2 separate regions of the Bos taurus genome follow, and region 1 is linked to region 2. The links are chromatin contacts, called in public Hi-C maps. All regions are on one chromosome and are shown on one strand. Each heading gives the region's core, a stretch centred on a gene start, on an enhancer-like site or on the middle of the called end of the contact. The rest is flanking DNA. Distances are from core to core; before and after follow the strand shown. Region 1 holds the start of BRAF (B-Raf proto-oncogene, serine/threonine kinase). Region 2 holds the start of NDUFB2 (NADH:ubiquinone oxidoreductase subunit B2).

Region 1 (3,874 bases), core at 892-3,391, 180 kb after region 2:
ATAAATTTCCATGTCAACGGAACAAAGTTGTTTATAAATAAGAAGGAATGTGGAGGTGTGGGGAAGACAAGAGGAAGCTTCAGCAAGTTAAGTACCAAAAGCCAGGAAACAAAGCAGAATGAATGGCAACTGGGGACAAGGAAAATGGAATGAACTAGGAAATGGAAGAAGGGATGACCACTGTCCTTAAAATCCAAGAAACTAGAGGAAATGAACAGATATTAGAGGAAACTGATCTGAGCAGAAATGCAAACAGAAAAGTAAATGGGAAGTGGTGTAAAGGATACACACACACACATATATATACATACACACATCACATATATCTATATAGAGATATTTATATAATTCGGAAACAAAGTTCTCAACAAAAACAATGTTAAAATTAGAAAATTACAATTCATAACCCATGCCCAGTATTTTTTATAATATATATTTATAGATATATACAAATGAGAATTTTAAGATGAGATCAAATGGTAGTACAGAACGCATCTTGGGCACAGATGCAAGTGGTGTAAGAGAATCAAAAACAGTATTGTGAACAAACTGATACTGAACAGAGTAAAAGCATATGGGATGAATCTCAAAGTAAAGATGATGAAGCAGGAAAAAGAGAACTGCATAGACAGAAGAAAGAATGAGACGTTATGAGAACTGGGAAATAAAATGTAAGTGCTGTAGTACGAAGGAAAGAACTTTGAGCAAAGTCAATGGCGTTAAATCACATTATCTAATCAATAATTATAAAGCACAGTTATCATACCACACATTATCTCATTATTTGGAAAGCATTATACAGTGTATTATTTTATGTAATACATTTTACATAATAAAACCCCAAATGTAAAGAAAGTAATCTGACAAGGTGATAAGAGGCTAAAATAAACAGTGGCTGAGAGATGGAAGGACTAAAGAAGAAAAAAAAAAAAAAAGGGACAGAAAGAAATCAATCACACCTATTTAAAAACCACAGGTAGGAATAAACAAAGAGGTGTGGATGCACAACGGATGACGGACTAAAAGGTGCCAGGAAAGCAAGTGAAATCTGACGGAATCTTGACAGCTTCAGGATTCACAAAGTAAGTAGTTCCAAAGTGTCCAGAAGGATTTGTGACCGTAACATGTTACGGAGCGGGGGAATGAAGTAGAGGGCCTCAACAAGACTAAGACAAGAAGGCTGCAAAAATCGTCTTAAGTAGAAACTGTGGTTAGGAGCAGGCAGGTCCGACCACTGGCAAAGGAGCGGGGAGGCAGGTGGAATTGGGATGGGGGTTACCAGCTGGCGACACTGCAAACATTAGGAACCGGGGGTCTGAGGTCGGGATGGAAGAAAGAACGGAAACACTGGCACTTAGGATTGAAAAAGTAGAGGCTAGATCAAAACCATTAGCTGGTTAAAACAGGTGACGAGAAATCCTCCCCTCCGCCCTAACAAGTAGAGAAGCGGCGGGAGGGCAGCGGCCTGAAAAGGGGCAGAGTCGGGGAGAGTTAAAGAGAGAATGATGCGCCCATCTTCACCGTGACCATGTAATAATTACACACAACGTTAACTTGGGCTGGGGTCCCGGCCCCGGCTACTAACCCAGGTATTTCACCAGGATGCCGGCCCCAGGTTCCCCTCCACCACCACCACCAAAAATAAAGAAAACATCCAGGAGATGCGAGGCTGGCTACCTTCAGCCAGCCGTGACCTTCTCGGACCAACCCCGAGTCTCGCCCCCTATAGATAGCCTCCTGCTCCACCACGGCTGCCCGAATCCCCCAAGCCCAGAGCGCGGACCAGGGAAACCCCCCCTGGGCCATTGTGTGTGTTTACGTAGCGAGCTCCTGCCTGGCGGGGAGGGACAGGTGGGGAAAGCCAGTGTCTCAGCCCGCAGAGCCCCGAGAAGGTGGCTGAGGGCAACCGGAGCCCCCACCGCCACCTCTTTCCCCCAAAATAAACACCGGTCAGCCGAGCCCCGAGACCGGAGGGGTGCAGGGTGCGCCGCCACTCACCTCCTCGGGAATGGCGGGGTCCGCAGCCGAAGAGGCCGCGGCGCCGGCCTCGGGCTCCATGTCCCCGTTGAACAGAGCCTGGCCCTGCTCCGCGCCACCGCCGCCGCCGCCGCCGCCGCCACTCAGCGCCGCCATCTTATAACCGAGAGCCGGGCCCGAGCGACCGCTGCTGGGCGGGGAGGGGGAAGGGAGGCTGAGGGCGGGGGGAGGCGGAGGCGGAGGACGGGGGGCAGCGGGGAGGGACGGCCCGGGCGGCCCGGGCGGCGTCGGCGGTGGGACGGCGCCTGGGCCACCTCGGGAACCGGCCTGCGGCCCCCGGCGCAGCTGAGCCTGAGGGGATTGGGGGAAGGACGCTAGGCCGGGGGGGAGGGGCGGGGGCAGGGGGCGGAGACGACTGGAAGTCGCCGCGGCAACGGCGTCACCCGCGTGTCACGGTCGTGACGTCATCTGAGGTGCGTGACGTGATCCTCGGAGCGCCCTCGCGCAGTCGTCAGGGGAGGGTGCCTACCCCTCCTGCCCACCCTCCTCTCCCACGTTCCCTCCGCTCCGCCGTTTCCATGGCTCCGATTAATTCTCTTCTCCTCAGTCCTAAACCTGCTCTGTGTTGTCGGATTTACTCGAGGAGATTGGAGAAGTTGAGATCCTAGAGGGAGGAAGGCGGAAAGCCCTACTGTGTTATTTCTATTATCATTACAACGAACGTCTCCGAGTCATAAAAATAAGACTTGAAACCCCGAGGTTGTAACAGCCAAGCAGAATTTGATAGAAATATATTTAGGAAAAGCCAGGTTACCAGAATGATGCTTGGATCCTTTTCATTAAAGGATTTGGTCTGTCAAAGCAGATCTAAATGGAAGTCTAAAGCTTTTTTTTTTTTCTTTACCATCGTTTAGGAATGAAATGTTTTAGTCTGTTTTTCGTTTTCCAGATTCGTTCGTTTAACAAATTAAAGTGGATCACTTTCCATGCACTAAGGCCTGCACAAGGCATGGAGCATTCTAGACATCTGAAGCATCCAAACTTGAATCATTTAATTTTCAAGAAAATCATTCATAATATTTTAAATACTTTTGCGCAGTTCATAAACAGAATATAGCCCAAGGCATTCTCTATGCGAAATATGCGTGAAAACGTGAGGAGAGGTAAATTACCTTTGAGATGCCCAATTACAGAATGGAATTCGTTAAATCTGACTTATTATTTAAAAATACATTTATGTGACAAGAAGGGGAAATATGCTGGGGAAAAAACTTAAAAGGGAAAAGTCAGAGTGAGAAGCAGTGAGAATTACTGTGAACTCCTGATGGGGTACAGGTAATCACAAAATAACCTAAGCATCAAGTCATGGTATGCTCTAAGTGGACTACCCATGAGGGGAAGTCACCAGTGACCTTCTTGTATTCACCATGATTCAAGAGATAGAAGACTGTCCTACTGACATCTTAAGCAGGATGTCTGTGTATGGATAGAGTCAATATGAGTCCAGGAGCTGATCATTACTCCCAAGGCAAGGAGTTCTGTGTGAGGCTTCTTGTTTAATCAGAATGCTAATATTCCCCTACATTGAAAAATAGGGGACAATAGGGGGAAATTAGAATACCGCCTATTGGATGAGCTTAGTATTCTCTGTACTTTTCTTCTAAGTAGAGAAGTCTCTTGGAGACACTAAATTTAAATCAAAAGATGGCTTGACAAAAGTAGTGTAAATGAAGATGATGATAGAGGATGATGGTAAAGGATAATGTCATTGAACTATACATGTCTAAAGTGCCCTTCTTTACTATAAGGAATTCTAAGCAGAGGAACATGGAACCAGCAGCCAATCATAGCACCTTTCCCCCTCGATACCATCAGAAGAGTTTTTATTCTCTAATAT
Region 2 (4,053 bases), core at 1,503-4,002:
GGGCCTCAGTAGCTCAGGAGCCATTACAGCAGCAACAGAAAATGAACACAGGTTGAATTGAAGAGAAAAATGATTATTAATGGCTGTGCTTTAATATAGGTAATTTGCTGATTTTTAAAATAAGCATCTTAAAAAGGCTAAACTTGATTTATACATTCATCTTCATAAGGAGAAAACGCTACTTCTTGGGTATAAGTAGATAAAGGGGCAATGGGGCATCACTTGGAAGGGAGATCCCAGTTTAGTCCCTCCAAAGTAGAAAGAACAAGGTTCATTTCTGTGTTAAAACTGCTGGAAAGGTAAGTTCTTTCTTCTTTTGGAAACTTAGAGGGAAAGGGTGATCAAGCAACCTTTAAACGTAGAAAATTAGGGAATTCCCTGGCGGTCGGTGGTTAAGACTCAGTGCTTTCACTGCCATGGTCCATGTTCAATCCCTGGTTGCAAAAGTAAGATTCCAAGAGACATGTGTGCAGCCAAAAATATATAATAATAATAATAATAATAATAAAGAACAAAAGTAGAAAATTAAATAAACATGAAGCCTTGTGAACAAGTTTTTTTTTCTTTCCTCATTCCCCTGCAGTGTGCTTTTCTGAGAATCAAAAAGAGAGCCATTGTGCAACCTGCAAAAGGCAGTCAGGGATATTTGCCCTTGGAATTTTTAGAACATGTCTGCAACACAAACATGCATTGCTGTTACGTAAACAGTCAAAATAGTGTGCTGATGGGGACCCTAAACTTTTCATAGTAAAAAATCAGAATTAGTGATGCAAAACATTAGAGCTAAGGACCGCACAAATGGTCTATAGAACAATATTGTTTTAAATACAAGCCAGCATTAAAGTTAAAAGTTTTTATTTTGTAACTGAGCAAGACAGATGGGGGGCGGTAAGTGAATTTTAGTTTACCTGAAGAGCTTTTGCAGCCAGGAAAATATTGACTAATAAAAAATTGCTGAGTACATACATGCTGTGGGCCAGGTACTCTCTTGAATGGCTGATGAAGGGTACTGAGACCTGGAGAAGTGACTTGTCCAAATGGACAGAGCTAACCATTGGTAGAGCTGAGGCTGAACTCTGGATTTTCAGACTATCAAGTTCTTTGGAGTATTTTTGTTTAAGCTGGGTTTTTTTTTTTGTTTGTTTTTTGTGGCCTAGGAATCACAGCATTGTTCTTTCCTGGGAGCAAGGCAGGCAGCTGTCTAATATGGGCAGAGAGCTCTCTTTGGAAGGATGAAAGACACTGCTCTGCCTATTCATGAACATCTCTTAATGGTTTGTGCATGTACTAGGAAGGGTAAATAGTGAATGGTAGTCCCAGAGAAAGCCACACTATTGCGTATCAGCTGGGAAGTCAACTTGCCCCCAGAAAACAGTACATTCTTTCTTACAGTTTATATACTTACAAGTTAGGACAGGAGAAGGCAGGAGTGGGGAGGGATAGCGGGTGAATGTGGGGAGGGGCATGAGTTCTACAGGGCCAGAGGGTCCAGCAGTAAGTTTGGCAGAAAGGTGTGTTGTTTGTTTGCTAAGTCGTGTCCAACTCTTTGCGACCTCTTGGACTGCAGCACTCCAGGCTTCCCTGTCCTTCACTGACTCCCGGAGGAAGCCTTTTCTCCAGGGAGAGAGGTTCCTAGCTACTGGGCACATGGAGGCCCATTATTTGCCAAAGGAGGAGTGTCAGTTATATTCAATACACTTAAATCCCTAAATTTCAGGTCTATGTTTCTCTCCATAAATTTCCAAATTTTCATGCTTATCACTCAGTGTGAAGTCTTCAGTGCTTGGCAGGTGATCCATTTCAAATCGACATCTCCAAGGTGTGAGGCTGGCAGGTAAGTTTATAAAAATCGAGAATTCTTAGGAAAACTATAACTCATAAGTTGGGACACTAAGAATTTGGGAGCTGGAGTTCTCAAGGATGGAGAAAGGGGTTCTTCAGCTCCCCAAAGTTTGGGAAGTTTGGAGTTCATTCAGGACTTAATAGAAGGCAATATTAAGAGACAAACGCCAAGAATCCAGGGCTGGCTCAGGATCCAGGGATTGGGAGCACCGCGTATATTAGGGGCCTGCTAAAATGCAGATTCCTTGGCCCTACTCCAGACATAATAGCTGGGGTCGGACTCCTCAGGGGATTCTGATACCTCCAGTCCAGGTGCTGACATTTGAGAACCACGGGCTGCGGGTTGGTTATCAAGCTCATGTTTGCAGGACAGCCGTATAACGATGAAGGCTTCAAAGAAATCGTGTAGCCTTTGCAGGGGAGGAATACAATGGACTAGCTTTGGGAAGGACAGACTGGTTCAGAATGGATCTGGCAGCCTAGGAGGGTCTGGAAGAGTAGTTAATTCGGGAGGAGCAGGCAGAGGGGCGGGTCCGGGTCGGGTAACAGCGCCTAGATCAGCACTGGTAGCAAAGTGCGAGCTGTGTCAGCGTTAAGTTTCTGTGTCCGCGAAACAGAGGGCTCCAGGAGCTGAGCGCCGAGGTCCGGCACGCCCATCCCTGGCTCCACCAGGGCCGTCTACACCGCTGACCTTTCGTCAGGGCGCCACCAGGCCCACAAAGCGAGACCCCGTCTGCTGGCGCGAACGGCGCGCTCAGGCGGCGGCCCGGGACGCTTTCACCTCAGGAAGTGACTGAGACGCTCCTTCGGGCAGGTAATTACCGCTTCCCCGCCCCTCCCTACGTCACAGGGAGAGGGGGCGGGTCGGCTCTGTGACGTCGTCGGGCGGGTGCCAGCGGAAGTGACGTGGAGCGGCGGTGCGGTCTGGGTAACGGCCGGGCTAACGATGGCTGGCATGTCGGCTCTGAAGCGACTGGCGCCGTTCGCTCACGTTGGAGGCCACCTCTTCAGAGGCCGCTGCGCGAGGGCGGCTGGAGCCCGTGGCGTCCGTCGGTGAGTATTGCCTAGGGTTGGGGCTTCGCCCGCTTCTAGCGGAAGGCACTAGCCTTCGGGACGTCCTCACCTTGACGCCGAGCAGCAGGGGCCGATCCTGGTCTGCGGCGGCCTCCACCCCTGAGGCATGCTGGGACTTGGAGTCTGACGGCGCGATGCCGGGGCCGGGGGAGCCGGTAGAGGTGTGTATATGACGGTCTCGGGCCAGAGGGAGGCTGCCCCCGGGAAGCTGACCAGTTGAACGTGGAGACAGTTGGAGCTAATCTGGAAGCAAGGACAGGAGCTGAGGAGGCGAGGGCGTCAGGGAGAGGAAATCACCTGTACAGGGTAGTTTGAAGCTTCAAGCTTGAGGCAAGATGAGGCCAGAGGTGAGGCCGGAGACCTCGGGTCATAGGGAAAGAATGGTAGAGGCTCCTTATGCGTGGCTGTGCCCTAGCTTCCCTGGTGGGTCGGACAGTAAAGGATCTGCCCGCAATGCGGGAGACCCGAGTTCGATCCCTGGATCAAGAAGATTTCCCCGGAGAAGGGAATGGCAACCCACTCTAGTATTCTTGCCTGGAGAATCCTCTGAACAGAGGAGCCTGGCGGGCTACGCTCCATGGGGGTCACAAAGAGTCGGACACGGCTGACCGACTAAAACACAGAGGCCTGCCTGAGAGATTTCCAACAGAGGCGCTGATCGGTCGTTTTAATCAGATGTCACGTGGGCACGTTTTAATTCTAAAAAGTTACTATGGTTGTAGAGTGGAGAATTAGTCCTCCAAGGCACGAGAGTGGAGTGGGAAAGGGTGGGAAGAGAGCCAAAAGTGGATGTTTGGGCAATGTTGGAAGTGTTCTTTTTAAAAATATTTTATAGAACAGTTTTCTGTCCCCCCCCCCCCCAAAAAAAAAAATTGAGAGGAAGGTACAGAGATTTCCCATAAACCCCCCAAGCCACACATGCATAGCTTGCTTCATTATCAGCACTCCCCACCGGAGGGTACGTTTGTTACAGTTGATAAGCCTATGTTGACAGATTATTGTCAACCCAAAGCCTGTAGTATCCTTTAGAGTTTACCTTTGCAACACCAGAATTTAAGAGTGAGCAAAAGCAGAGTCACCCATGATGTAGCGGGAGAAGCCCACTGGAGAGCCCAGTGCTGATGCCAAGAGGGCAGG

The links. A called contact is a pair of places that touch in the nucleus more often than the background predicts.
Region 1: a contact with region 2 is called in a Hi-C map of skeletal muscle, with 4 times the contacts expected there. The contact joins the promoter of BRAF here to the promoter of NDUFB2 in region 2. A contact is called at or near these places in 2 of 11 Hi-C or Micro-C datasets (skeletal muscle and an unstated tissue).

What each region holds. Positions count from the first base shown.
Region 1 is chr4:104,192,321-104,196,194 of ARS-UCD2.0, forward strand. It overlaps BRAF (B-Raf proto-oncogene, serine/threonine kinase), which reads right to left and starts at 2,142. Exons shown (of 19, transcript XM_059885960.1): 1 at 1,999-2,142. The coding sequence starts at 2,133.
Region 2 is chr4:104,010,788-104,014,840 of ARS-UCD2.0, forward strand. It overlaps NDUFB2 (NADH:ubiquinone oxidoreductase subunit B2), which reads left to right and starts at 2,753. Exons shown (of 3, transcript NM_175828.2): 1 at 2,753-2,895. The coding sequence starts at 2,789.